6 separate regions of the Mus musculus genome follow, and all the other regions are linked to region 5. Evidence: chromatin contacts called from public Hi-C, HiChIP or PLAC-seq, capture Hi-C and promoter capture Hi-C data. All regions are on one chromosome and are shown on one strand. The core of a region is the stretch at or near the end of the contact, and the rest is flanking DNA. Distances in the headings are between cores, read along the strand shown. Region 1 overlaps Ola1 (Obg-like ATPase 1). Region 2 has its middle 29 kb from the start of Gm39850. Region 3 holds the start of Gpr155 (G protein-coupled receptor 155). Region 4 holds the start of Ola1 (Obg-like ATPase 1). Region 5 has its middle 39 kb from the start of Cdca7. Region 6 has its middle 77 kb from the start of Gm39850.

Evidence for each region. Promoter capture Hi-C pulls out the DNA fragments that hold promoters and counts their contacts. A called contact is a pair of places that touch in the nucleus more often than the background predicts. HiChIP or PLAC-seq counts read pairs in DNA pulled down with a chosen protein or histone mark. Capture Hi-C pulls out chosen DNA fragments and counts their contacts.
Region 1: a contact with region 5 is called in a Hi-C map of embryonic stem cells, with 2.1 times the contacts expected there. The contact joins two enhancer-like sites. A contact is called at or near these places in 7 of 39 promoter capture datasets (the 3T3-L1 cell line, 3T3-L1-derived adipocytes, hippocampal neurons and 3 more), 3 of 484 Hi-C or Micro-C datasets (cerebral cortex, embryonic fibroblasts and embryonic stem cells), 6 of 115 datasets of contacts at active chromatin or transcription factors (embryonic basal ganglia, embryonic forebrain, embryonic limb bud and 3 more) and 3 of 9 other capture datasets (embryonic stem cells, embryonic tail and embryonic trunk).
Region 2: a capture Hi-C map of embryonic stem cells shows a contact between it and region 5, with 3 times the contacts expected there. The contact joins two enhancer-like sites. A contact is called at or near these places in 12 of 115 datasets of contacts at active chromatin or transcription factors (the NIH/3T3 cell line, cardiomyocytes, craniofacial prominence and 9 more) and 1 of 9 other capture datasets (embryonic stem cells).
Region 3: a contact with region 5 is called in a promoter capture Hi-C map of embryonic stem cells, with 2.5 times the contacts expected there. The contact joins the promoter of Gpr155 here to the enhancer-like site in region 5. A contact is called at or near these places in 8 of 39 promoter capture datasets (the 3T3-L1 cell line, 3T3-L1-derived adipocytes, the HPC-7 cell line and 5 more), 1 of 484 Hi-C or Micro-C datasets (the G1E-ER4 cell line), 4 of 115 datasets of contacts at active chromatin or transcription factors (astrocytes, embryonic hindbrain, embryonic stem cells and 1 more) and 2 of 9 other capture datasets (embryonic stem cells and macrophages).
Region 4: a contact with region 5 is called in an H3K27ac HiChIP or PLAC-seq map of differentiating embryonic stem cells, with 6 times the contacts expected there. The contact joins the promoter of Ola1 here to the enhancer-like site in region 5. A contact is called at or near these places in 8 of 39 promoter capture datasets (the 3T3-L1 cell line, cranial neural crest, frontonasal cranial neural crest and 3 more), 1 of 15 datasets of contacts at CTCF or cohesin (large pre-B cells), 2 of 484 Hi-C or Micro-C datasets (the HPC-7 cell line and nephron progenitors), 24 of 115 datasets of contacts at active chromatin or transcription factors (the NIH/3T3 cell line, T-cell acute lymphoblastic leukemia, astrocytes and 17 more) and 3 of 9 other capture datasets (adipose tissue, embryonic stem cells and liver).
Region 6: a contact with region 5 is called in an H3K4me3 HiChIP or PLAC-seq map of embryonic basal ganglia, with 4 times the contacts expected there. The contact joins two enhancer-like sites. A contact is called at or near these places in 1 of 39 promoter capture datasets (the 3T3-L1 cell line), 1 of 15 datasets of contacts at CTCF or cohesin (large pre-B cells), 24 of 484 Hi-C or Micro-C datasets (the 3T3-L1 cell line, the C2C12 cell line, the STO cell line and 16 more), 13 of 115 datasets of contacts at active chromatin or transcription factors (astrocytes, bone marrow-derived dendritic cells, cardiomyocytes and 8 more) and 1 of 9 other capture datasets (embryonic stem cells).

What each region holds. Positions count from the first base shown.
Region 1 is chr2:73,139,938-73,144,613 of GRCm38.p6, forward strand. Ola1 (Obg-like ATPase 1) reads right to left here. Exons shown (of 11, transcript NM_025942.2): 6 at 2,371-2,451; 7 at 1,961-2,058. Among named protein-coding and RNA genes, the nearest start is that of Ola1, 72 kb to the right of the region's middle. Within about 2 kb of position 3,039, at least 22 of the 459 cell types and tissues checked have an H3K27ac peak or open chromatin away from gene starts, as enhancers often do. A contact at or near this core is called in embryonic stem cells, where this site is marked.
Region 2 is chr2:73,035,414-73,039,818 of GRCm38.p6, forward strand. No RefSeq gene overlaps it. Among named protein-coding and RNA genes, the nearest start is that of Gm39850, 29 kb to the left of the region's middle. Within about 2 kb of position 3,113, at least 137 of the 459 cell types and tissues checked have an H3K27ac peak or open chromatin away from gene starts, as enhancers often do. A contact at or near this core is called in differentiating embryonic stem cells and embryonic stem cells, where this site is marked.
Region 3 is chr2:73,382,771-73,387,767 of GRCm38.p6, forward strand. Gpr155 (G protein-coupled receptor 155) reads right to left here and starts at 3,710. Exons shown (of 17, transcript NM_001190297.2): 1 at 3,495-3,710; 2 at 25-188. It overlaps Gm13707 (a long non-coding RNA gene), which reads left to right and starts at 4,080. Exons shown (of 9, transcript XR_866430.3): 1 at 4,080-4,586.
Region 4 is chr2:73,212,880-73,217,681 of GRCm38.p6, forward strand. Ola1 (Obg-like ATPase 1) reads right to left here and starts at 1,568. Exons shown (of 11, transcript NM_025942.2): 1 at 1,407-1,568; 2 at 1-81. The coding sequence starts at 81.
Region 5 is chr2:72,512,911-72,517,627 of GRCm38.p6, forward strand. No RefSeq gene overlaps it. Among named protein-coding and RNA genes, the nearest start is that of Cdca7, 39 kb to the left of the region's middle. Within about 2 kb of position 3,276, at least 25 of the 459 cell types and tissues checked have an H3K27ac peak or open chromatin away from gene starts, as enhancers often do. A contact at or near this core is called in differentiating embryonic stem cells, embryonic basal ganglia and embryonic stem cells, where this site is marked.
Region 6 is chr2:73,083,583-73,088,448 of GRCm38.p6, forward strand. No RefSeq gene overlaps it. Among named protein-coding and RNA genes, the nearest start is that of Gm39850, 77 kb to the left of the region's middle. Within about 2 kb of position 2,514, at least 48 of the 459 cell types and tissues checked have an H3K27ac peak or open chromatin away from gene starts, as enhancers often do. A contact at or near this core is called in differentiating embryonic stem cells and embryonic basal ganglia, where this site is marked.

The DNA of each region.
Region 1 (4,676 bases), core at 1,789-4,288, 630 kb after region 5:
GAGAGTGGCAATCTTTCTGGCTCCAGTAGATGCCATTCCCTATCACACAGTGTTTCCCACTCATAAATACATGACAAATACTTCCTCAATCATGTTTTACGAGCAGGGATGCACAGGGGGTAGTCAATGGCTAGCTTGAGGGAAAATAGGAACAGCAGGCGGCAGAAACTGTACAGAAAATGGCTATGTGGTAAATTCTCTTCTGGAACATCACTCAGTTACCCAGTCTTTGATCTTTCAGCTACAATTACACTAACTTCCACAAGATCTGGACACCTCCCCCCACCACACATATCCCAACGTCAGACCAGATCATTAGCTATACATAAAACCTACAAAAATTTGGTTTTATAAATAGAACCATTCATACGTCGATGTTGTTACAAATTAAAATTTGTTCTTTAGACAAGAGCAGTTTCAATGGTTATAACCATCTCATCATCACAACTGGTCTCACAAGAAACATGGGGTGTCTGGCGACAGCTAAATCACAGACTGGCGTCTCCTAAGCAGTCTGTCTACCATTAGGGTCTGGGAAATGGTATTTACTATACAATTAGAGCCAGGGAGTTCTACCTGTAATCATCGAAATACAGGTGTGAGAAGCCCCTTTGGGCAAGGAAACCGACTCATCCCTTTTCATGTAAACTTTGATGTCTGTATTGTTCTACCCAGCCTCAGGAGAAGTTACCATTCAGACTTCTATGACAAGATTTATTAACTTAAGTCAAATAATAAATTTAAAAATTCTTTCTTAAAGCAAACAATTTTTAACACATTAATCATCAAATTTATTAGAGTTTGCAACAGGATGGAACTGATTATGTTTTAAAGTTAGTTACTTTTTAGAGGACAATGACCAGCCTGAACAACATTTTTACGCTAAAGTATTCTTTCCAGAACATTGCCAATAAAGAGGTTAAACTCAGCTTCCTATCAGGGACACGGAATGTCTTACAGTAATATCAACAGGGCATTTTTAGTTGCAGTAATTTCACAGAATTTATTCTAATGATTTATTGGAGTTAACCATCTGACATTAATTATTGTTTTGGCTTCCAGTCTATGAATGTTTATTTTTCAGTTTAAAGCCTTCTCACTCTTTGATATCATATGGAAATGAGAATTTTTAATGGAAAATTGAAACCATGTGCATCTAAGTACTTAATGAAGTACAGGGAGAAACCGACAATATATTTTAGGAGAATTCAGATCTTTTTCTTTGTATAGTTTTGATTTGTTTCTATGACTTAATACTATAAAATGCTGAGGGTCTAGTGAGGCAAGTCAAAGCGAGCACTATGCCACATGCCTCCATGTCCACGCCAGCACAAGAGCGGTCTCTGAACTGTAGGCAAGGGTGACAAGTCTCGCACACTTTAGTTACATATTAGAATGGCAACACACAAATGCAGCTTTTACCTTGATACACTTTGGAAGTTTCAAGCCAGTATCTCAACCTTTTCTACACCTAGGTTTTGTGTCTGTCTGTCTGTCTGTCTATCTGTCTGTCTCTCTCAAACTATTCAATTTGGGTTTTAAAATGTTATGTCCAGCTGCAATCCCTAGTAGTGGTCTTAAGGTCACCTGCAGTATTAATGAGGCTACAAGATCTCAGTTTCAAACACTTTATTGCACCAAATACATTTACTCTCATTTTGTAACAAAACTAAACAAAATATTTTAAAAAGTTAAATTTGATAAGCAAATATGTATGATTCAAAATTTCCCAATTTAATTCAGTTTGTAATGTTCTCTTAGTGTAAATCATTTAGGAGACTTACCTTTTAAATGTAACACAAGACAAAACTTTCTAATTTTAACATTTTCTGAGGAAAAGATATTAAAATCAAACACATTATTCACACATACACACATACCTATATGCTTATGTTAGTGATACGTATGTGGGTATATCCAGAGATACGTATGTGGGAGTATCCAGGGAAAAAACACTTACCATTTGTTTTTCTTTCTTATATAGTCTTTTTCAGAAAGATTCACCAAGTAGACCATTGGTTTTGAAGTCAAAAATAAGTGTTTATTCAACACTTCAATCTAGAGTAGGAGACAGAGAAAGAACCCTTTTTAAAAGCTTAGTAAATACGGAGTAAAACATTGAATAATTTGAACATGAAAACTCTTTGAGTAAACATTTTCATTTTTATAATACTTTTGTTTATAAAGGGTTAGATGTTATGAAATATTTAAAGTGGGAGATTGGAAAAGGGAAAAAAAAGCTTAGGAATTTACACCGGCTGACAGAAATAAAAGTAACTATATATTACTAAGTATAAGATACTGAGCAGCCCAATTTGCTCTCTAAGCAATCAGAGCTCAGGCAGTAACAGACACAGTATTTACACGTACCTCTTTGTCATTCCAGTCATGATAGAAGCGAACAGGTTTCTTTTGATCTATAACCCAAGACTTGACTTTGCACATTATGTCCTGCACACAATCAAGAAAAAAGTAAATACAAAATGAGCAGTAAGTGTTGGACACTAAGAGCTAAAAGTTTTAAGTCCTCAAAATAAAGATAACTCTTGTAATGAACAGAAATACATTTTTTGTATCTCAAACGAAAACTGATGAAATACTGATGAAACATTAAATTTTGAGTGTACAAAGTCAGCAAAATTAGTTAACATAACAATATGAAAAACTGCAAGACAACTCAATCACATCAAAGATAAAATTTCAGAGTCAATGTTATCTAGTGATGTTACATGCTAGTATGAAATGGGGCGTATCCTAAAGAGAGACTAAAGTACAGCTTTTCCTTAAAAATATAAACAAAATAACTAATTGAACCTATGACTGACTATTTACTACAAAATATTAAATGAACTGACCCAAACCTTTTTTCTTCTGAATTAATTTTTTTGCCAACCCCTTCTCCCTGTCACTTCTTCACTGCTCCCCCCACCCCAACCTGCCAAAGCCTCCATTACACAATGGCAAGAGCCCTGCACTGGTGACCTCCAACCAGCTGCATTCACTTTCAGAACATCTCTCTCTGCTGGAAATCTAAAGGCCTTTTAGTTAGCAAGCTAGTGTGCATTCAGAAGGAGGAACTGCGGGAAGAGGCTGGCGGGCTTTGTTTCTCTGGCCTTTCTTCACAGAAAGATTAATCATCTGTGAAATGGAAACGCCAAACAGCAAGTGACACAAACTGAGCCCTTCCAGCCTTTCCTCATCAGTTCTGTGGGCCCGAGTCTAAGAGCTGCGTGTGGCCAGGGCTCCTTACAGCCTGGCAGGTGTTAATAAAAGGCTCTCGGGGCTGAAAGGTCAAACCGGGCTCTTCCACAAGAGGCATATTTGAGAATCATCTGGGCCTTCTGTTTTGAGGACATTTTTTTGTTTTGTTTTTGTAAAGATAATTTATGGACCTGCTTTAAATATTCATTTCTTAAAATTTGTTGCAACACAATTATTAGTAATAGATTTCCTGAGAGTATTTTTATATTACTATGACCAGTTATTGTGTTGTAAATGTCCATTTGTATAAATTATCTCTATATTTAGTATACCTTCTTTGCAAATCTTACTGTTACCAACAAGAAAAATAAAGAAAAGGCCCTATATCCTTCGATCCTGATTTGAAGTCCCCCAGGGAAAGGACTTCCCATGGATTTTAACAAGGAAGGGGCAAGACGAAAACTTTTAATGAAATTGAACATGTTCTGCTTAAGAATAATCACTTTTACTCTTCTATAACTGAATTTCACTCATAAATGTTTAAAAGTGGCTAATGTAACACCATTTCCTACAAGGAGAAGATCAAAGTGCTATATTACAAATGCATTATGATTAAAAAAGCCCTGTGCAGCCTTGCTATTAACTGTTCTTTAAACCCTAAAAGGCTTCCCATAGATCTCACTTGGCACTGCATATACAACCTTTGACAAGTAATGTAGACCATTTTTATTCATTGCCTAAAATTGTAGGCAATTATGTGCGTCACACTGGCCACCTGCAAATCCTGAATGCCTGCTGCAGTTGTCAGTGCAAAAAAACTAATGTCGGAGGGGATTAATCTAGGGGGAGAGAGTCCTCTTTAATGGCTCCAGCAGGTGAAATGGCCCAGCTGGTTACTATGATGAGTGGCCAGAACAGCTTATGTAGAGACATGCAACAAGATTATACAAAAGAAGGAAACAGAGGTACCATCTTATACTTCCTTCCATTCATCCTTTTCATTAAAAAAAGAAAGTAGACAAAAGAAAGCCAATTCAAAATAAGAAAGGGAATTAAATTTTAATCATATAAAAAGTATAAAATACTTTTGTGACAATAAACATTTTCACAAAGCCACAGGGCCTCAATGAGTGCTGATCACTAGTGAAGGAATTTCAGGTTCTCTTCATTTAAAAGTAACTCAATCTTGCCTCAAGCACAGAGGCTGTATCACAGAGGTATTCTGGCATCCGTTTTGGTGTTTTTTCTTTCACACTATAAACTAGGAACCAAGTCCACTGCAGTCCACCAACAGTGTTCTCCTCAGAAGCTACTGTTGTATTAGATTACTGAACGATGCCAGTTTTAGCTGAGACAAACCAGAAGTAGGTTGCACTCAGATAAGATTATCTCACGTAAATAATCAGTAGGTGCTATATTTTCAGTATGTCCTTTTCTTACATAAAAGAAAAATTAATTTTAGTAAAAAATTAAAA
Region 2 (4,405 bases), core at 1,863-4,362, 520 kb after region 5:
TGGGATAAGATGAATTCTAATTCAATAATTAGTGGTGGCACAAGCTTTTAATCCCAGCACCTGGGATCTATCTCTGTGAGTTCGAAACCAGTCTGGACTATATAATGAGCTCCAGGATAGCCAAGGCTACACAGAGGAATCCAGACTAATTAATTAATTAATTATAATTAATTAAATGATTTGAATGCTATAAACTTATTGCATTGATTAATGAAGAAAAGTATCACAAAGTGTGTCCTTAGTTTGTTAAAAATTACAACCAGCTGGCTAGTATTCTAACTGGATTAGGACAAAGCATGAAAATGTGTCTCATGTTAGGAAGAACTACATACTTAAACACTGAAGATTCACCCTCAACCCAGAGAACTAGTCATCAATTAAACGTTTCCTGCCTCTCTGCCCGGACCTGTCTCTCTGCCTCATCCCAGTAGATTCTCTGTGCCTGTCTTCAGTAAATTCCTGAGACAATTCCTTCTATGTCTCCATGCACAAGAGGGTCCATCCTGAGCCTTAGGCCCTCAGTGGAACCCCTGGCATCAGCACAAGGCCTGAGTCAGTTGAAAGGACATTTTTGTTGAGGAGATGATCCTGTGTACAGACTAAGCAACACGTCCTAATTTTCAATATAAATGGAAGGTAAGTTTGAAGTAAATGGTAAATTTGGATTTTTTTTTTCTTTTTCTAGTACTAAGGGTCAAACCCAGAGTTTCATACGTGGCAGGCAAGCACTCTACCATTGGGCTATAAACCCACTTAAGAAACTTTGAAAAAGTAACATGGTAATGTAAGTGATGGCTACCCTAGAACCCCTCAACCCATTTTGCCTTTCTGGATTTAACAGGAACCTTCTAGGATTTTGATCCCTTGTCTTAGATACTTTTGAAAGAGTGTTTTATCTTTGGTCTTTGACAATTCCGTACATGTATACAATGTATATTGATCATACAGTGAGAACCCCTGTTCTCACTTCCCATGCCTGCCCAATATCTTGGCACTTTAAAGAAAGTCTCCTTAGATGGGAAAGGCAGATACTGTACCTAGTACAAACGAGGTGTCTTTATCCTTCAAACAGAAACAGAGTGACTTCCTAGTACAAATCAGTAAGGATTGGCTGATCTCAAAAAACAGTGAAGTTTTAGAAATCTTCTAAGGACATTTTTTGCCCTCTAAAGGCCTTTACATCCCTCACTATCAAAAATAAGGTCTCTCTCTCTCTCTCTCAAACACACACACACACCCACACACACACACACACACACACACACATACACACACCTGTATATGGATACATAAATACATATACAAAGATAAATAATTTGAAGTAGTTTTCCAAAGCAACATTTAAAGTAGGTTGGGAAAGGATCAAAAGTGATAAGACAGAAAGTGGGGAACATTAGCCACAACTCTACTACACAGTGACAGCCGCTATTATTGTCAGCCTGCTCTCTTTCAATTTTATTTCTTAAAGTTTACATACTTGAGATTTTTTTTTGTTTGTTTGTTTTGTTTGTTTTTTCGAGACAGGGTTTCTCTGTAGAGCCCAGGCTGTCCTAGAACTCACTTTGAGAACCAGGCTGGCCTTGGACTCAGAAATCTGCCTGCCTCTGCCTCCCAAGTGCTAGGATTAAAGGTGTGCGCTACCACACCCGGCTCATACTTGAGACTTCTATACATGGTAAACGCATTTGTGTACCTCTAAATTAGCAAGGCACTTCACATATTGTTTTCTTCAATCCATCTTGCCTGGTAAAGAATTTTCCATAACTCTGAAATTCCTATAAAAACCTTTCTCTCGATATCTGTGAGCTTTTCATGACCATTTTGTCTTAGGAGCCAGGGCCAAATAAGGGATTAGGTGTGGAGGTTGTGCCTTTACGAATGGATGAATGTCCTTATCTCGGAAAAGGGGTTACCATAAGAAGCGTTGTGATATAAAACTGAGCCAGACCCTGGTGTTCCTCTATTCTCTTGTTTTGTCCTTATGCCTTCTGCTATGGAGTGACACAGCTCTCAGTCTCTTGCAACATGCCTGTGGCTTCACATCTTTCAGAACCTTGGGCAGACCAGCCCCTCTTCTCTTATAAACTACCCGGTAATGCAGTTATCGCATTGCAAAACAGTCTAAAACTCTAAATAAACTCTACTTGAATCATTCCGGTTAACCTTCCAGTAAAGCTTGTGAGGTAGGCACTATTTTTACTCTCCTCACTTGATAACAGGGGAATGAGTAACTTCCAGGAAGGGCTGAGAATTAGTGTGAACCAGAGCTCCGATTTGACTCCTAAAGTCTTTCTCCAGAGGTGGGCTGTTAACTGTGACTTCTGTGTGATGTCCCGAGGCAATGAGGAAGCATCCAATCCTTTGTCACTAGAAACAAACTTCCGAGTCTGCAATCTGGACTCAGAAGCAGTGAGTGAGGGGTAAGAGGAGAGTGTGTTTCTCTAACAACGAATCTCAGTATCTCCAAGGGCAGGGCAGGAACAGCCGGCGCTCTCTGGAGCAGTCTGACAACCTCAGCACTTCAGTCACGATGCAAGACTGAGCTTTGCTGTGAATCACAGGCCTTGTGGACCTCAGCAGAACAGTCAGTGCCTCTGCAGGTACTTCAAACTTCACACCCCCAACATGGAACTTAGGAGAGAGCGATGCCGGAGCCTAAGACCCTCATCCTTCATGGGTGTTCACTCCAGCGAGCACCACTAAGGACGTATTTCCACAGTCCCCTTCCTCTAGTTATGAAGCAAGACCCACTTTCAGAAGAAGGGACTTTTTGGAAGGGTTGATGAAAGAATCTGACCCACCACCCACCCACCCAGACCTTTCATAACAAAACCCCAGGAATACTCTTGATCTGTGTTTTCTAAGGCGGGGCCTGACCTCACTCAGCCCACAGCCCAGTAGGGTCCCGTCGCCCCCAGCTGTGTGCACCACAGGGCTGGCTTGAGCTGACCTGTCCTAGGCGCTGTCCTCCCTGGGTCTCGCCCCACCCCGGAGCTCCCAGCAGGGAGGGCCGCAGGGTCAGGGCTGCGCCTTCCTGGGACTGACTTGTTGAGCCCAGGCCCACCCCCACGCTCTGGAGGAGGCTCCAAGGCAAGATGAGCCAAGCACAGGAGGGGCGCCTCCCAGCCAACGGGAATATCTGCGGTAGTATGCAGCCCCCCCCTCCCCCCACACACACACTCCCTGAAAAAACGTGACGCAGTTGGGCGGACGTGGAAAGAGCATGAAGACCTGGACCAATGGGGAGAAGTCAGACCCCATTGCACAATGTGAAGGATTTCTTGGTGCTTCTGTGTGGCCCCATGATGGCCCTGCCGTGTGCTGCGAGCTGTCGATGACTGAGAACCCTGGTTAACATTTTTTCCTGGGGTCCTCAAGGCTTCATTGTCCTCAGACAGTGACAGGAATGATTACTAGTTTGAGGAATGGAGAACAAAGTCCCGATAGGAATTTACAGGCAACATTCTAACTTAACTACAATGGGAAACCTAGATAATGTGATCAAAGAAACACATCACCTCTCTCTGTCTCTGTCTGTCTGTCTGTCTGTCTGCCTCTCTCTCTCTCTCTCTCTCTCTCACACACACACACACACACACACACACACACACACGCGCGCGCGCGCGCGCGCGCGCGCTGGAAGTCCCATAACAGAGTAAGTTCCCTGTACTTAGAGTTGCTATGGGGGAAACTGAGATAATGCATTCTGTAACAAACAGTTAATAGCATACAAATTACAAATATAAGCCATCACCTCATCATCAGAGATCTGTGCAAAAAAGAAAGAAAGAAAGAAGAAAAGAAAAGAGAAAACAGAAGAGAAAAACAGCAGGACTGCATCGCTTCGACAGTGGTTTTCCCAAGCTGATTTTGACACAGGGAGAAACCAGGAGTCCACTGGACTGTCCAAACATTCTTGCAAAATTGTCTTAAACCACGATGCTGTTAGTTCACTGTCAAAAAAAAAAAAAAAAAAAAAAAAAAACAAAACCTAGCTTGCTGCAATTTTACTAAAATATATCTGGGGAGAGGGATGTTACAAAATCAAACATCAAATACTGGGTGTCAAAATAATGAGAAAGGAAATGATTAGGAAACCCTCGGTTAAATGGGGTAAAACAGGGTAACAGGATCTTGGATGGTTTACTACAGAACCTCCAGAGCCTAGGCTATGTGCACTTTGACCCTGAACCATGCCTGTCCTTACTCATTGTCCTTCCAGCAGCTTGGACTGATCTCCTATTAGGGTGCCTGGAACTTCAGGCCTCCTGCACACACTATCACATTAACTTCTCAGGGTTAGGACCAGGGTAGGGATGTCTTATCTGGCCTCTATGAGCTCAGTATATATACCATACTCATATCCTACGCTATACCCCCCCCCACACACACACACAACCACACA
Region 3 (4,997 bases), core at 2,460-4,959, 870 kb after region 5:
GAATCACAGTAGGGCAGGACTTACCAACTTGGAACCCCAAACTTGAGTTTTTGTGCTTCACCTTATCATCTGTGAGGTGCCAATATCAATGTCTACTTCAAGTAGAGTCCTTGCAGTCTAATCACAGCCGGCACATAGTAATCACTTATCCAAGCTGAATATAACTTTTGGTGGAGTATGAGGAAGCCCTATGAAAGAAAAAAATGATAGAAAAATGTCAGTCTACCAGCCTTCTCTTAGTTCCTTTTATGTAAATACAAACAGTAGCCTACAGTCCCTTGATGCAACAGGGGACTCTGTGCATGGAGTGCCCTCTAAAAGGCTCTCTACCATTTGCACTGCCCACGTAATTAGCACCTACCCAGCCACCAAACTCAACCATATGGTTTAGAGCCATTTCATCAAGTGAGGTTTCTTTAATCGCACAGTTAGGCATGATTTGTTCACAAATAAAATCATGATCCTTCCCTTTAGTCTGTTTTTCTCAGTTTGCTTATCCCAAGGCCTTCAAACTGACTTATGTCTGTTTCCTTTACCAGACTTTAAATGTCATAGCAGCAACGTCTTTACATACTCATGTCCCTAATATCTAGCACAATACCTGGTACATAGGAGGCATGGGGTGGGGAAGGCTTGATTCATTAAGAGTCTTCATTAAATTCATTAAATAACAACCTGTTCTTAAATCGGCCTCTTCTCCCCCATCGGTTCCCCCTTAGGTATTATCTAGCTCATGACTGGATTATCTTTCTTTTCTAGGTGATAGATGTTTTTCACAGCAGGAACAGCCCCCAAAATACAAACTGTATTCTGACGTTCTAAAGCTGTTCATGAGATTTTGAAGAGCAAGTTCTGTGTGCTAATGTGGCAACTGTCACACTGCCCCCCTCTTGCTGCCAAAGACACAATGAACACAAACTTTAGATAATCCTGAGGTGAATTGGCTTTGATTAGTAATTTGAAATGAATATGACAGTAATTGCCAATTTCTAAGTCCTTGTTCTAGGTTTACCATCTAAAGTATCCTTATATAAGATGGTAGAAAAAAATCTGGTGTCATTTACAATGCTTGGGCTAAGTTCTCAAACACCCACACCACATTCAAAAGACGTGGGTGGCAGACCAAAGAGCAACTAATACACAGGGTTCTGTAAGAGAATATTCCCTGTGTTGCTTTCTAGAAACCAAACCCTTTTAAAACCTTATATTTAATTGGGATTAAGACAAGTATTTCCTTTTTTCTACCAGGATTAGGCAGGAGTGGTCAAGAGAAACAAATCCTACAATATTCACATACTTGATCTTTCCAAATAAGCACTGAATTACACAGGCAGGTTCTGGTTGGCACACAGTCATCCTTGAAGTTGCTGGTCAACAATCAGACTTGAGTATGAAAACATTGGCGCCCTTAAGAAATGTGTCCTTAGAAAGGGAGTAAGGAAGGGGGTAAGAAACTGGTCCAGCCTTTTCCAAAGTTCCCTAGATTTCTTTGCTTGAATAACTCACAATCCCTATTTTTCTTTGCTTGGATATCTCACAATCCCATATTTGGACAACATAAGAACAACAATGTAACCGTGGGGGGTGAGGGGAGGAGAGAGAGAGAGCGCGCGCAAGCGCACATGCTTAAACAACAATCTTAATTAACAATAGATAATGAAAACTGTTGTAGACTTTGAACCTTAGCATTTATCAACTCTTTGGGTCAATTACTTTGCCTCCCTGAGTCAGTTTCCTTAACTGTGAAACGAGTGGGAAAACTCCTTAGCGAAACACTATATGGAAAGGATGTACTGTGCACAGCTCATCACAGAGGAGGTCTTCATGAAATGGGAGCAATAGTTCTAATGCCAAGTATGGTGCCCCATGCTAGGAACCCAGTCCTGAGAGACAGAAATAGGAGCAATACAAGTTCAAAAGCAACCGGGGCTGCATTGAGACGATGTCTCAAAAAACAGACAGCGTACACAGAATAAACCAAAGTGGGTAAGAGAGGTGGGTAGAGAGACTGCAGACCTAATGATAATGATTAAAACGGTAACAAGGTAAACAGCATTCATTGTCACAAGTAGCTATACAAACATGCCTAATATTAAAGATCCTCAATAGTAGACATACTAGATATTCCACAAAGTTACGAGTTTAGAATGTGTTATGAAGTTACCAGCCTCTGTTTCATACCCAGCAATTAAGAGTTGAATTGAGTTTGATCTTAAGTGGCTATTGACAGTGAAGGTGATGGCCAAGAGGTTTAACAACTTCCAGGTTCAACTTCCAATTAACTGAAAATTAAATGAAACTTTTTAAAAGTAATCTGTCCTTTTCCCCCTTTCAATTTTTCCAGTGTTATAAACAGTTCCCGAGGCAAATGAAAGTTAAAATGACTTCTAGTCTGACATAATGTCACACACCTGTAATCACAGCACTAGTGAGGCAGAGGCAGGAAGACCATGGGTTCAAGCCCAGCTACAAAGAAAAGCCAGCCAGGACTTAAATTAGCAGCTGTCTCAAAATAAGGAAGGGAGAAAAAAAAAAACTAAAAATAACTCTGAAGTTTTATCTCATACCATTTTAAACATGAAAACAAAACAAAACGAAAAACCGCTTCTTATGCACATTTTAAGATTAACAAGAACCACAACAAAGGAAGTTTTAAAAATGTCATCCAGTCCTTTAAACTACAAAAACAAGACTTGTTGCAGAACAAACAAGTTGTCCTATCACTGGAAAAGCCAATTCACTGGGCCAGACACTAGAAAACGAAGTATACAAACCATCTAGTCGCATTACATCTGACTTAGATAACATGACCAAAGCACTGAAATTGTAGGTTAAATGCTATTAAGTTCAAATGTGCTGCAGTACTGACTTGAAAGAAAAAGCTTTAAACTGAGGCTGTTCTCTTCTCAAACACTCCTATCCTTTAGACAGGAGAAAAGCCTAATGCCTTGCAGCACTATAAAAAGCACTCTTCAACATCAACAGGCACTCCAGTCACTGCCTTTTCCCTTGTCAATCTGCAGGATCAGACTTTGGCCCGCCAAGATAAGGAGTGCAGAGTCCCTGACCAAATAGATGATACCGAGGGCAGCTGACACCCGTGGAAGTGGAAAGCCAGGGCATGGGAGTCACAACGTCAGGTGCTCCGTAAAGAAGTATGGGAGAAAATTTGGCGCAAAGATCCCGAGGTGCTCAGGAGGGGCAGACACGAAGGCCACCTTGGGCTAAAGTAAAAAGTCCGAGATGACAATGTGAGCACACGTGCAACGGGGTGCTTCGCACCCTGGGGACCGCAGCTCTGGCACCAGAGGGGACAAGTCGTCCCTTGTGAGCAGACCATCTCCAGTGTTCCCGCAGGTTTCAGGCGCAGGCTCTGTGGAGCAGAGGCGGACAGGCGCAGCAGCTAGCCGAGGCGCCAGGGCAGCCTGGCGCTGCCCACTGGTCCGGACCCCAGGGGCAGGGGCCATTGCAAACGCAACTGGGGCTCATCTCACCTGCTAGGTCTGCAGCTCCGGCTGCAAGGAGAAGGAAGCCGATGCTCACAGAGGGCCAAGCAGCGAGCACACCGCCGTCATCTCCCGCCCCGAACCCTCTTGTAGCGGCGTGTGCCAGCGGCAGATGCCCAACCACGTTCCGAGAAAGGGAGGGGTGAGCCGCTGCGGTCCTGTCAGCTACCTTAGGCGTCTGCAGCCCGGTGCCTCCTCCCCGCCTCCGCCCCGCCTTCAGGCTCCGCCCCTGGCCTGGAGGTCAGAGAAGCCGGTCTCCATTCTGCCGTGAGGCCCCGCCCCCAAGCTCAGGACATGGCCCCGCCCCGCCCAAGGCCCCGCCTCCAGCATGGAGGTCCGCGTTTCAAATCTCCACCCCGCCGTCAGGCCACACCCCTAAGCTCCAGTGCTACACTGCACTCCGCCCTGGGGCTCCACCCCAAGGCCCCGCCCCTAGCCAGAAGGCCCGAATGCGGGTCTCCACCTCGCCTTTAGGCCCCGCCCCCAAGGACAAGCGACACCGCTCCACCCCCGGTGCCCGAGGCCACACAGCCCAGTCCCTGCCCTTATGCTTCGCCTCCGCCAAAGCCACTTGGCCGCCGGTCTCCCGTAGCTGTACTTCCGGCTTTTCTCTTCCCACAAGATGGCGGCCGGGTGGGGATTGGCAGTATTGGTTTCCTCCGCCTCTGCTCAGACTCAGGAAGGCCTGTCATCATTTCGGTTAACCTCAGCTTCCAGTAATCCTGTCAATTCCTCTCCTGGTTAGCCTCGTCATTGCATAGTATAGAGTTATAAATGCAAGGATGTGAGTTCAAACCCTGCCTTCTACCTTTCCCAAGCTAGCATGATCTTGACCTTCCTAAATCAAAAGAGATTAAAATATAAGCTTTAGTTGTGTGCTTGATTTAGAATACATTGCCAGCAGCGACTGCTTCTTTTTCTGTTGTGGAGGAACTCTGGCTGTATGCTCTTAGTTTACAGACAGGAATCTCCTAGTATTCTCGGAAGTCTACTGGGGCTTCTCGAAGTCAACGTGTGAAAATGAAGACATTTTCTGAAACAAAAAATATTTCTAATTTAAAGCCTGATCTCAGTGATTTTGTAAGTATTTCTTAAAAAGAAATCTTGCTTTGCAAATTTTACTGTTTTGTCTGGCCACTACTATGTCCTATTAATCTGTGCAGTTTTAGTACAAAGTACAGTACTATTTGCACCTTTAAATTAAGTTACTATATGGTTTACTAAGAAAATAAAAGCCGGGAAGGGAGATGGGATGGGGGAAGGGGGTTCCGAGGGAAAATGAGGAAAGGGGATAAAATTTGAAATGTAAATAAAGAAAATATGTAATAAAAAATGGGAAAAAAAAAGAAAAGAAAAGCCAAGAGCTGGCTTAAGGATATGAAGCCTAAGGAAAGGTGAGCAGAATTGAAACTATTTTTTAAAATGTAGCTTACTCCCTTTTGGTTCATTTTTTGTCTTTCTCACTTTTAACTATTAACCTAACTGCAAAAA
Region 4 (4,802 bases), core at 318-2,817, 700 kb after region 5:
GATACCAATTTTCAGTGAGGTTCCAAATCTTCCAATAATTGGAGGCGGTTTAATTCCATCTCCTCCCTTTTTCGGGGGCATCTAAAATATCAAAATGAACTTTTAAGACTCCCCTATAAACAAAACACATGTCTGTATACAGAATATATTACTGGGTAGTAGACAAGAAAACCTACTGTCTGTACCAATCCACAACTAAAATATGAGCAAAACCCATACTTTTTTTGAGGGGAGGGTCTCTGTAAACAGATCTGATTCTAAAATGTGTACATGTATCACTTCTGAGTAGTCCCAGAAACACTGCAGCAGCGGGAATCAAAGATAAACTTAAAACTTAGTTCCAATCCTCCGTGCTGGCTGCCGACAACCGCCTTCTTAACCTGTCATAGTATTTGAAGGAAAGCATTTGGAAGGAGAAGAGACACAAGTCTAAGGAAGCCCATTACAGAAACACCAGCAACCATGTCACCTCTCGCCAATCATTCCTCCACCGCTTGGAACCCGCCTCTCTCCACAACTCAGCGTTCACCACACTGATGGTCACTACTAGGCCTGGAGGTCCTTCGAAGCCAGACCTTTTTGCCTTTGACACTGTAGGTAAGCTTACCGTCAGTCCTTATTAAACAGTTTTTGAAACCCACACTCTACACTGGATACTTTGAAGGCACTCACCTTGTCGTTCCTTTTCAAGATCCAACCTAGAGCTTTCATGTATGCTAAAAGCAAGCGCTCTACCAGTAGGCTATATACAGCCCTATTTCAAATACCTTTTGATTGACAAGTCCAAACTTTCTGTCTTTTCTTGTCCTGGCTCCAAGGTCCACTGTGCAAAATTGATCTCACTTTTAACACTGCAACAGGAACCTACGAGGAACTGCAACCTTGCGCGTCTTAGAACCTGGAAACTAAAACTGTCCCTGCCTTCTGGCTGGTTGGACCTCCTAGAGCCACGCTGCTCCTCCCTCCTTCTCCCCACTCCGCCTGCTCCAGAAGTGATACTCCAACCTGTAATCCCAGACCGGGAGGCCAAGGATCTCCCATTTTGGGGATCCTGACACCTGTTCCGGGCCTCCAATGAACAGCTGCATGGGGAGAGCCCGTCCAGTCCTGGAGCCTACAAGGGGTGACCTACAAGGGGTGCCCCCGCAGTCCAGCCAAGCAGGACCTCCGCACACCACCCTTCCCCTCCTGACCCGGCATTGGCGTCCCGCCCTGAGGCAAGACTTTCCCCCAGACTGCGGCGAGAGCCAATCTCGTGGCCGCGCGGCCTAGTCCGAGGGCGCCTCATTCATCCACATGCCCCAAGCTGTCCGCTGCCCTCAGCCCGTCCCGGCGGCCGGTCTCCGGCCTAGCGCCAGCCTCGGAACCACTGGCCCGGGAGCCCACGGGCTCCTTCGGGGACTCACCGTGCACCGGGCTAACGATCGCACGGGGTCCCGGACTGCAAAGACCGGTGTCGCCGGCAGCCGGAGGTGGGGAAGAAGGCGGAGAGAGCGCAAGCCCGGCCCTCCGCCGAGCCGCACGCACGACGGCAGAGGCGACGGAACGGGCGGGCCGGGGCGGCACCTGTGCGCAGGCCACGCCCCCACAGGGTCACGCCCATTGGCCCGGATGCCCGGGCCCGGATGGGCGGGGCCTACGAGGAGGAGGGCGCTCAGCAGCACCGGGTTTCTGCGTCTCTCTACACGTGGGCTTCCACCGAGCCTCCAGGTTTCTTTCAGCTCCACTGCTCCGGTTCCGGGCTCCTGCTTCGTCTGGGATCTATCTTGTCCCTGACTGATCGTGCCCAGATCAGCCTTTGCTACCTGCACGGAGCCGCCCTTCTCCCCTTTCCAGTAACTTCTTTCAGATGGGTTAACGATGAGAAGCCATTAAACTTTCTTCAAGGGAAAAATGGACCAAGGAAAATTTCGGATCCAAGACGCACTTAACAGCCACAGAAGTGCATAAAACATTTAAAGAGTCACCATCTTCTTCCTCGTCGCCGCACATACATCCCTTTCCTCTGCGAGGTTAAGAACTATGAGAAGGAAACATGATTTCTTCCTGGTTCTAAAATGAGACTACTGCGATCCATCTCATAAGGCTATTGGTAGGATTAAATCAAATAATATGTATAAAGTCACCTTCTAACTACACTATGAGCTCCACTGGGACAAAAAGGTGTTTATTAGGTTTTCTCCAATGACTTTCAAGTATTTGTTACAGTGAATGTCCAGAAATTATAATTTTTTTTCAAACATACCAGTTGCAAATAAAAGAAAAGAGTGTGAATTGGTTGCTAATCCCCAATTTGCAGATGACAGAATAGTATCAGAAAAGTATCAGGTAAAGTTTCACAACTAAACTAGTGACAGAAGACACATGTCAAACCCTGATCTCTCTGCAAAAATCTGAGTTTTTTTTTTTAATTATGTTTATTGCCTATTGTATGTGTGCTTGTGTGGATTCGCTCTTGTATACAACAGTTCTGGTGAGGTCAAAGAACAGCTTGGAGTCAGTTCTCTCGTACTTTGCAGGTTCTGAGAATGAAACTCAGATTCGTAAGGCTTAGCAGCAAGCACCTCTCCATACTGAGCCATCTCACAGATCTAGAACTCTTCACTTTCTGTCAGAAACTTTTTGAATGGTGTGACTGACAAGCAGCAGCTGAGCCACTGTTTGTAATAAAATTGCATTAAGGTTTTTCTGTCACCCCGTGAGAGTGATCTTAGGAAAGCCTTAGAGCTCTTTTGATACATTTTAAAGACAGGGTCTTTGTCTTTAGTTTTGCTATTGGTTAAAGATTGTTACTGTCAAAGCAGTCACGTAAGTCCTTACTTTCTACAGTTACTAATGCACTACACACTCAGCCTAGTATCCTTGTCATCATTGTATGTGTAAAATAGACCCCAGGGATAAGCAGTACACAGCTTGTAACCGCCATCGAGCTAACGCACATGAACAGCACAGAGGTCTGAGACATTAAAAAATAACGCTATTTTCAATTACTCTGATCCCCCCCCACACACACACACACACACATATCATGGCTTTATTATGTAGCTGTGCCTTCCTCTGCTCTCATCCCCTAGCTAACAACCAAAAGCCAACTGCAGCTCTAGACACTACTAAAATGTCAGGAGTAGAAGAGGAGGAAACATGTCATCTAGTGGACCCCTAGGAAAAACAGGCAGTGTGTCTCAGAAGCCTCTAGCTGACATCTTCTGTTTCACTGGGCAAAACTAGGTGGATCCTTCATGAGTCACAGGTGAGGGGTGTTTGGAGTGTGGCGGTGCTAGGCAACAAGATAAATGAGTTACGTGCAAGGCAGGATAGAATAAGACAACACAAGATTGTATAATTTTCTTCAGAATGACATGATTTAAAACTTGGCAATTAAGCCGGGCGTGGTGGTGCACACCTTTAATCCCAGCACTCGAGAGGCAGAGGCATTCGGATTTCTCAGTTCAAGGACAGCCAGGTCTACAAAGTGAGTTCCAGGACAGCCAGGGCTATACAGAGAAACCCTGTCTCGAAAAACCACAAAAAACAAAAAACAAACAAACAAAAAAAAACCCGTGGCAATTAGTTATTTCTGGAATTTTCCGTCTAATACTCTAATGTTGCAATTGGGCATGATATAATAAAACCATGGAAAGTAAAACCACAGGTAAGGGCATGGGGCTATAGTACTAGAATCACCATGGCCCATTTTGGGGTGTAATGGCTCAGTGGACCCAGGTTTGATTCCCAGCACCCACATGGTAGCTCAAAACTGTAACTCTGGTCCCATAGAATCCAATGCCTTCTTCTAGCCTCTGAGGGCATCAGACAGCCATATGGTGCACAGACATCAAGACATAACACCCATTTATATCAAAACAAAACTTAGGGGGGAAAATTCTTCCCTTTAAAAAATATGTATATGTTATGTATATGTTTAGGTAGGTGTGTGTATGTGTACATGTGTCTATGAAGGCCAAAGATTAGCCTCTAATGTCAGGAGTCAGCCACCTTTTTTTTTTTTTTGGACAGACTATCTTACTGGGACCTGGGGCTCACTCATCAGGCAGGGCTGGCTAACCAGTGAGCCCTGGTCTTCCTGACTCCACATTCCCACCACAGGGATTATGAACACATAACCTCCATACCTGGCTTTTTATATGGGTACTGAGGATCAGCCTCAGCCTCAGCCTTGCACATCGCATACTTCACCCAGTAAGCCACCTCCCAGCCCTTTTCTTTTAAAGACATAGTCTCACTGTTTAGACCAGGCTGGCCTCAAACTCATAGTCTACCTGCCTCGGCTACCTGAGTGTTGGGATTACAGATATGCAACACCATATTTACATACACTGCCCTCAAGCCTTGCTGTTTGTAGCACATGAACTTTCTGGCCGGAACATATCGGACCTGGGATATCAAATCCAAGCTGAAGAAATCAAGATTCTTTTCCTTTCTGGAAGTTGGAGTCAAGCCATAATAACAAATGCTGTTGGTTGCTTAAAGGGGAACATAAAATCAGGGCTAAGGACTATGTTAGGCACTTTTTTTTTTTTCAACAGGAGGCTATTCTAAAGAAAAAAAAATAAGGAGGAAAAGGGTCAAGCAATCATCAGATGGTCCTGGAGAAACTGAAAGAGGAGAGAGCAATCACAAGTTCTAAGTGTCCAATTCCAAATGTCTAATCCATCGAATGGCCTGTTTACTTTTTAACCCCAGGCTCTCTGATAACCTTGCTTTCTACCGAGAACTTCCATTTTCTGTTTAAATTGGTTTACAGTGGATTTCTAATAGCCAAGCAATATTTGCAGTGGCCA
Region 5 (4,717 bases), core at 2,026-4,525:
TTTAAAATTTTTAACTAGATGATGGCATCCTGTGATCTGAGAGTCCAGCTTAACCAGTCATCTCTCTGGTCACCTTGCCTGGAAACAAGGGGTGAAGAGCTTACGATTGCAGAGTGCTTTAAGTAACTTGACTTATCTTATTGAGTAACTAGTTTTGTTTAAACACCATACAACCATTTCCTGCTTTGCCTTGGTTAAATTAAAAGGATGAGAAGGATTAATAAAACAAAAAATAAGGATGTTAAATGAATTGGTGACTGTTCAGGAGCACATACATGCTTGCCACTTTTAGGAACAGTTTTCTTCCTCTGTATATAACGACCTTCTCCCTTTGAGTACCTCAGGGTGTCTTGTCTACTCACCACTGCTGATGTCCTGGTCTTTGGTGACGAGTACTCAGGCTGCTCAAAATTGCAGACTGTAAATTACATACTTAATTTATGGTCTTCAGGATGGGAGGCACATGGAGGCCGACGTTTGGGGACCATCTTTCAACCGTGCATCTAGGTCAGCCCTGGAAACCAGAGTGCACGGCTTGCCAGCGCTCCTGACAAAACCCAAGTTATTTACTTCTTCTTCTTCTTCTTCTTCTTTTTTTTTTTTTTTTTTTTTTTTAACCATCACTCACTGCTGGTACTCACTCAAATATGCAAAGAAATGATTCCATTTTGTGTTTAAATGACTCAATATTTGCAATGTATTCACGTAGAACCACAGAACTGCCTGTAGAGGCATAAGCACAGGTCCTCTGCTGACAAACAGTTGAAAGCGCTGGTACTGTCTCAGAAGAGTCTTCTGGCTAAGTCATGAATTAAACATATCCTTTTAGGAGCACATGTTCTCTCTCTAATCTTTGAGGTGTACTCTCCTGGGGAAATATTATTATTCTATTTGTTCCATTATTAAACAATTTAATAATTTGGGAAAATACTTTTTCTTATTCAAATGAAAACGAGTATTGTAGTTTGCAAAGTGAAAGGCAGGGTTTAATTTTTAGACAAAAAAAGGAATTAAAAGACAGAGGCAGAAAGTCATGTATTGTCTATGGAATAATCAAAGTGTTAAAATAAAATAAAATAAAATAAAATAATGGTATGTAATGAGTTCTCTTTCAAATGGTTTCTTTAAACTGAATTGTCTTCTTTACGTGATAGAATGAAGAATCATTTAATTTGGTATCAAATATTCATGAGCTGTGAGTGTGCTGTGTCACCAGAACGGGTGTGAGATCACAAACCAAAAAGCTAAGTATGGGAGCTCCGGGGAGCGGTGGACAGTGGGCAGCAGCTTTTCAAAGCTTGTTGCGCCTTTGAATCTGTGATACTTCCTTCTCCGGCGTCTCAAAATGCTGCTTTGAGTGTGTGTTGGGAAAGGGGTCAAGGATAAAGGATAAGAAAGGAACCTGGATGCAGATTCTCAAAGCTTCTGCTCTTTTGCACTTCAGGAGACTCAAAGCAACCCGGAAGTTGGAGCACAACTCTATGACAGATGTCCCCAGACACTTCGAAATGGCGCAGGTTACGACTTCTTTATCAGACGACCGTGTATATATCTTACACACACACACACACACACACACACACACACACACACACACACACAATTTTCTTCTTTCAAGTTATGATGGCTATATTTTATAATAAATTTGATTTATATGAGACTATATTTTATAATTCAGTTGATTGTGGCCATTGGAGGAGAGCAACATAAGTTGCCATATACATTGCCTATATGATTGCTTGCTGTGTACACGGCAGAGCTTTAAATTCTGGAAAGAGTAGAAACTGCAACCAGAAGCCAGCTCAATGGCTTGCTCCATAGTGCAGGCTCTGAGAACCTCCTTGAATCCCTTGGAGTGAACACATTAATTCTGTGGAGCTCTTCCTTCCTTTAGTCTCAGACAAATGCTCTCTTGCCACCTAGGGCTGCCCCTGTTTCTTTCTCCTCATGGCCTCACACTAGTGGCTATCGAAGCTGTGTCTTTCTGGGTGCCTTTTTCCTACAGAAAGCAGACCTGACCACTTTTCCAACTGTGATGCTCTGCTTCATTGGCAAGTTCATGAAGGTTGAACAGCACCTATTTCCTGAAGCGTCCCTTGTTCCAATACCACCCCTGTAAGCAGTCATTAGGCCTCACTCAAGACATCTCTAGGGAGGGAACTGACACCAGCTGAAGAGGGTTTGGCTAGTAACTCTCCTACAGCCCATCAGTGAGCCTCAGAGGGGCTCCTATTGCATCTAATCACACCTAATCTTTCTGCAAAGATGTTTAAAAAAAAACTGTGTAAATCAAGTTTTTGTAAATCTAATCATATGTTTTATGCATCAGGTGAACTTGGTATGTAAAGGTATCCCATAGTGCAGCCTGCTGAAAAATGAAGATCGGCTCCTTTTAGTATTCATTTCTGTAAATGTGAATAATTATTCATGGGGTTGAAAGAGGTTCGCCTTCATTTAGGGTTTTGAATTTGCTGTCTTTACATTTCTTCTTCTGAAAAGGTCTCCTGTATCCTAGGTAGCTTCTATGAGCAGCTGGATAAGAATGACCTTGAACTTTTCTTCCTCCTCCTCCTCCTCCTCCTCCTCCTCCTCTTCCTCCTCCTCCTCCTCCTCCTCCTCCTTCCACCTCCCAAGTGTTGCAATCACAGGCCTGTGCCACCAGGACACCTGGTTTATGAGGCGCCAAAGATCAAACCTAGGGGTGTGTTTACCAACTGAGCTATCGCTCCCAACCCTCCTAGCCCTCCTAGTCCTCAGTGTCTTATTTGCAGTGAGCCCCAAGTGGGTATGTGCTCCACTACTGGAGAGCACAGCTAATGGGCCCTGACTTCCCAGGTCTTAAGGAGCCCCAGCCCTTACAGCGTGTCCTAATGGGTCAACACCTAACAGAGAGCCAGCGGAAACCTTGCTGCCCTCTGCACGAGAAAGCCGGATTTCCATTTCAATGTGGCTCAGCCTTCCTCTTTGACAAATGAAAAGATAGAGACTTCTCAATTACAAATAGTGGCGTCCTTGGGGGTGGGTGTGTGTGGGTGGGTGTGTGTGGGGCAGAATTCTCTAGATGTTGGGCCTTGCAATTTCTCAGCCATCAGGAATTCTGAGACTCAAGTCTCAGAAGCTAGAGGAAGCTAGATGCCGGCAAGATTTTTATGGCACGATGCTTATTTTCCTACTCCACAGAGGCAGGGTTTTATGGCAAGAAGGGGCTTAGTGACCAGAGCAGAGTAAAACTAGGCTACTTTCCAGGTTTATGCCTCTGACCTTACTCCCGAAGAGGGAGCATCCGGGAGGGGTTTCTCTTCTCCCACCCTCTGGGTGTACAATACACCCCCAGATGTGCAATACAAAGGATCCGATATTCAAACATTTGAAAAATGTAATTCTTGTTGTGGAGAACGTGTCCTAACAAAAAGATCGGCTTTTGGGGGAAAGTCGGGAAATCCCCCAGTCTTAAATTCCCAGCATTTGACTTGGGCACAGAGAACTCGATCATCCTTTAGGAAGTAGAGCACAGGCGAAGAGAGGGGAGACTCACAGATGGCTGGATAGAGATGCCAGTCTAGTCTGTGGGAGAAGCCTTGACTGAATGTGAAGCAGCTGGCTGAAGGCAGGCTCAATCAGGATTTCTGGGGAATAAAAATACACTCGGTCTTGGCTCTGGATTCCAGCAGGGGGAGCCCTAACTCTGGGAACCCGACATTGCTCTCTGACCGCTCGCTATCCCTGCTTAGCCCTTTCTGAGTTCAGCATCCGTGGTCACCGAGCTTGGCAACAAGGTCTACAGATGATGTCGCTGAACCAGAATCTGAGGTCTCGGTCCGCGCATCCTTGGATGAGCAAAGTGGTTAATACCTTTATAGAAACACAGCGGAACAGGCAATTCAGAAACAGGTGATCAGCAGCAAAGAAGGAAAAAACATGAGGAAATGAAGGATACACTTCCCTCAGTTGTTACCCTCTCCCCTACACACCTCTGCTCTCCACAGGGAATGCGCTCTGATGCTTCCTCTGTTCGGGTGTGCTGAGCTGGGGGTGTGGGAGCTAGGTGGATGGACCAGGCTTCCAGTTAGTGCTGGGTTCCTGCTGCTCTCTGGGTTGTAGAACGAGAAACAACAACAACGAAACCCTCATATTGTAACTATAAGGAGTTAAGGGATTTCACTTGTCATGTCTTCTGAGTTCCACTCTTGGGGATAAGCAGGGAGATGTAGGAAGCCTAGCAAAACGTGGGAACGGCCTGTTGAAAAAACCAGCCCAGCCCACCGAGTACCTAAGAAGTAGCACGCTAGGGGCAGAGTTCAAAGCTGTGCTGTGTGTAGTATTGCTGTCTGCGGGAGTCCTCAGCACCTTCTATAATCATGGGTAAGGGTAAGGGGAGGCTTAACACACCCCACAGATGCCCTTGTCCCCAGTTTTGTGGAAAGAACACTAGCTGCAGCTAGAAGCTCTGTCGTTTAAGTAGACTAATGAAAACCCCAACTCCATTTTGTCTAATCTGAAATTTCTGAAATGTATGTGATCCTGACCAGACCCCCTTTTCCATAAAGTGCCTATATTCAAGATATGGGTGTTCTGTGCAGCCCACTTTGAGAAATTCTAAGAGAGCAACCTCCCTGGGCTTCTGGTTTCTCCTCTGTACCGTGTCATCGTTCATTCCGAGTACCCTGGTAATTCCTGATGAAGGAACTGGTAGTGCTCAAAACACACTCAGAACTCC
Region 6 (4,866 bases), core at 1,264-3,763, 570 kb after region 5:
CTTTTGAAAACAGGGGTGGGGGTAGGGGTGTAGTTTGTTGTTTCCTTATCAGCTTTTAAGAGTCTTTGTATATTTTGGGGGAGTAGTTCAGATACAATCTTTACAAGACACATCGCAAACATTTTCTTCCCATCTGTTGTCTTCTCAGGTTCTTGATGGTACCCTAATGTTTCTGTAGTTTCAGCTATCAATTCTTTCTCTCAGGGACCACGACTTTGGCGTTGGATCTGAAATGTCGCCTAGGCTGTCTCTTGCCCTCTGGCTCTGTTGTTTTGTGCTTTATATTTAGGACTATTATGCATTTTGAGATTTAAGTGAATTTTTGAGAAGGGTGTTTAGATCTTTTTTTAAAAAAGATTTATTTAACATATATGAGTACACTGTACACTGTCTTCAGACACACCGGAAGAGGGCATCAGATCCCATTACAAATGGTTGTGAGCCACCATTGTGGTTGCTGGGAATTGAACTCAGGACCTCTGGAAGAGCAGACAGTGCTCTTAACCGCTGAGCCATCTCTCCAGCCTGTGTTTAGATCTTTTATTTTATTTTTCCAGTCCAGTTGTTCCAGTACCATTGGTCAAAGAGTCTTGCAGTTGTTTGTTTGAGATAAGATAGCTCTGGATGTCCTGGAATTCAATCTATAGACCAGGATGGCCTCAGACTCAGAGATCCACCTGCCTCTGCCTCCTGCATGCTGGGATTAAAGGTATAAGCCACCATACCCGCTGTCCTGTAGTAGATGCTAGAAACAAACAAACAAACAACAAAAACAAACAAACAAAACCCAAAAACAGTTGACTAGTTATTGGTTGTCAACTTGAGAAGATCTAGAGTCCAGGAGAGAAATCACTGGGCACGTCAGTGAGTGAGTTTCCAGAATGGGAGCAGAAGCTGAGCTATTGGGATAGAAGAGATATCGTGACTGTGGTAGGCTGGATCAACAGGCCGAGGTCTCGGACTGAGTACAGGAGAACGTGAGCGGTGCACCAGCATCTGCCTTGGCTTGGGACTACAAATGGAACGTGAACGGCTGCTGCCTCAAGCTCCCGCAATCGTGTTTCCCTACCATGACAGACTGTAGCCCTAGCCTCACAGCAAGAGCCAAAGGAAATCTTTCCTTCAAAACAACATCTCCTCTGCTGGGGGCAGCGGTGGTGCACGCCTTTAATCTCAGCACTTGTGAGGCAGAGGCAAGCAGATCTCTGAATGTAAGGCCAGCCTGGTCTATACAGTGAGCTCTAGGACAGCCAGGGAAAAACGGAGAAACCCTATCCCAAAAAACAAAACAAATGGACAAAAATATCTTATTGTATTTTATGTGTACGGGTTTTTGCCAGGGTGTATATGTCTGTGTACTACTTGTATGCCTAAGGACTTCAGGGGCCGGAAGAGGGCGTTGTATCCCTTGGAACTGGAGTAATGGTTGGTTGTGAGCTGACATGTGGGTGCTGGAAATTGAACAAGGGTCCTCTGGAAGAACAGCCAGTGCTCTTAACTGCTGAGTCAACTCTTCAGCCCTAAACCCTTTCTTGAGCTGTCAAGGCAACCAGAAAAAGTAACTAGCTCAGGTGGATCTGTGTCTGGGTTTGATTGTAAGTCTTTCCTGCATCAATACCATACTGCCACGAACCATAAGCTTTACTGTAAGTCTTAAAAGGAAACAGCCAGTCTGGGGAATGTATTTCTGATGAGATGTGGAGGTCAAATGTGGCTGAGGGCGCAAGTTAAAGTCCTTTGGAGGGAAGGTAAAGCCCTGGCCTTACAGTCTCATATGACGGAGCTACTGAGCACTGGGAATGCACCCAGCATGGTGTGCAGTGTGGGGTGGGATTTGAAGGGCTTAGCACAGTAGCCCTTATCGGAAATACTTAGGACCACAGGTGTTTCAGATTACAGAGTTTCTCAGAGTTCGGAATATTTGCATAGACCTCACTTGATTGAACATATCTAACCCTTAAATCCCAAATGGTTCAAATCCAAATGCCTTTCACATCAGTGCTCAAAACATTTTGGATTAGGGGTGCTTACATTGTGTGAAAGGAAAACATCTAAAACATATTAGTGATTTTAAGGTTGGTCACACATTGAAATAACAGCTTGGGCATCCTTGGTTAAATAAGAGACATTATAAAGATGAATTTTGTTTCTTTAAAAATGTGGCTAGTAGCCAGGTATGGTGGAATACACCTGTAATTCCTGCACCTGTGGTTGTCAAAGACAGGAGGATTCCCAAGTTTGAAGCTAGCCTGGTCCTTAGAGTGAGTTTCAAGCCAGGCCGGGCTACACAGTGAGATCATGTCTCAAAATCCAAAATAATCAGAGCCAAAGTGGCTGTTAGAAACAGACACCAGCCCCCACTACTTCTTTTGGATAGTCAGCTGCAGTTCTGGCCTTTGGCAGCCGGCTTCCTGCTCCCTCCTCCTTCCTGTCTCTCTTCTGCACCACGACCAGCCCGCTCTGGGCTAGGAGCACAAGGCATAACAGCAGATGGGGCAGTGTGCCAGCCGACCTTTTAAAATCTACATCACAATGCATGGCTTGTTTGAAAACTAAGGGCTTTCCACTTAAGCCAGAGTGAGATCCAAAGTCCTGAATCACGTGGAGGTCCTCCTCAGTACACCCTAGCCAGCCACCCGCAGCTGCTGTTCCACAGGGCACCCGGCTCTTGTCAGAGCCTCTGCATTTGCTGTTGTGTGTCTGCCTGGTTGCTCCTGCCATTTTTTTAATTTCAATATTATTAATTTATGGTTTTAATATTATTTTAGTAAAGCACCTACATTTTTGCACTGACAGCTGCATCCTTTCTCTCTTCAGGTCTTGGCTTACACACATGCAGGTATGTCCTCAGACATACATTGCTTTCAAATGGGCCCTTCAGTGAGAAAGTCACCTGATAATATGTATGAGATGGTCTCATTTATGCAAAAATATATGTAGAATTATTCATACATGTAAACTCACGGTTACTATTCAGGAGGACACATACCACATAGTTAACTGAAGTTTCCTCTGGGGTCCTTCTCCACACATTGGTCTGTGACTTCCCTCACAAAGCAATATGAATGAGCAATTTCTCCATGCCAGCTCATATAGATGTACTTTTATTCTTTTTAATGGCTTAAGGCACCCTTTTGTATGGGTGCATTATAATTCACTTTGCCATTTTCCTAAATTGATAGATATTTTAAATTGTTTCCAATTGTTTTTGCCGTTACAATTGAATCTTATTACAGCTGACCAGATTTCAATTCTTTGGACCCCAGAAAATAATTTCGTTTCTATGGGAAGCAGTCTTTTATCATAGCTTCTGAAATGACACATACAGTTAATTCAGTTGTGAAATGTGGCTGGCTTAAGTACTGGCAAGTTTTCACAGGCAGCTTGTATATTGTTGTGATCTTTACCATAACTAACATCTTTACAGTATTAAAGCACATGACTATTTCCTGAAGACCTAATATGTATAATAATGGATGGATAATAGCTCTACCAACTGTTTGAACAATGCAGTTTTCTTTTTAAAACTGAGGTATAACATTTATGATAAAGTGCACAAATGTTGATTAATTTTGTGTGTGTGTGTGTGTGTGTGTGTGTGTGTGTGTGTGTCTGAATGCAGGTGCCCAGGGAGATCAGAAGAGAGTGTCAGATTCCCAGGAGCTAGAGGACAGGCTGGAATGAGCAGCCTGATGTGGGTGCTGAGAATTGAACGTGGGTCTTCTCCAAGATCTGACCTCAGAGCCATCTTTCCAGAATGTGTGCTGTGAAGAAATAATGTTTGGGTATACACATATGTAATATACGTATGTTTAATATATACACACACATACCCGAGTAACAGTTTCACAGATAAAAATATTTAACATTTTCCATATTATTTGAGGAGCAGTTCCTTTGTTTTTTGTTTTCTTTTTTGGAAGATGGGATCTCTGGTGTCCAGGCTGACCTTACATTCATGTGCTTAAGCCTTCAGTGTGCTGAGACAACAGCAGGTCTAGACAGGTACAGCACATTTTTAGTAGGACACTTTAAAAAGCTTACTTCCTTAAAATTTCCAGTTCATATTCTTGGGACAAATTCTTCTTTATGATTCTATGGTGCCAAGAGTTTGGAGAGTCAGGACATTCACTTTATGTCCTGATCACAGCCCCTCCCTTCTCTCCTCCCACTCTTACTGCTACAAATCCCTCCTCACTTTCTCCCTAGGGAAGGCAAGCCCCGTTGGGTACCTCCCTACCCTGTGGGATCTAGTGCTAGCAGGACTAGGCACATCCTCTCCCACTGAGACAAAACCAGGCAGTCCAAGACAGGGCACCCCACCCAATGTCAGGGAATAGACCGAGACAGCCCCCATGCCACTTGTTAGGGGAACCACAGGAACAACAAGCTGCACATTTGCTACAAATGTGTAGGGCCTAGGTCCAGCTCCTGCACGATCCTTGGTGTCTTTAACATTTAATTGGGCTTTTAGGTTCAGAGGTTTAGTCCATTATCATCAAGGGATCCACAAGGATGTTCATAATTTCTCATGTCTACGTAACTTTTTTAAAGGGCTGCTGATAGGCAGCCGAATGGGAAATCCTGTTTTGCCAAAGCCTTTCAAATCTATCCAACCCAAATCAATGGAATCCTCATTGTGGTCTCTCAGATGTGATACTTACCCTTGGAAGGGCCGTTCAGTGCAAACAGTTCCTGTTCTGCACTGGTTTTAAAATTTTTAAAATATAGCAGGAACTAGTGAGCTGTGTATGCAATTTTGGTTAGGGAATATAATTCTGTCTGTACAAGAAAGAGCCATGGAAGAGATAACAGCAGATGGCCTCCATCACTGAGCTGAGAATTTGAGAGTCTGTTTCTTGTTTG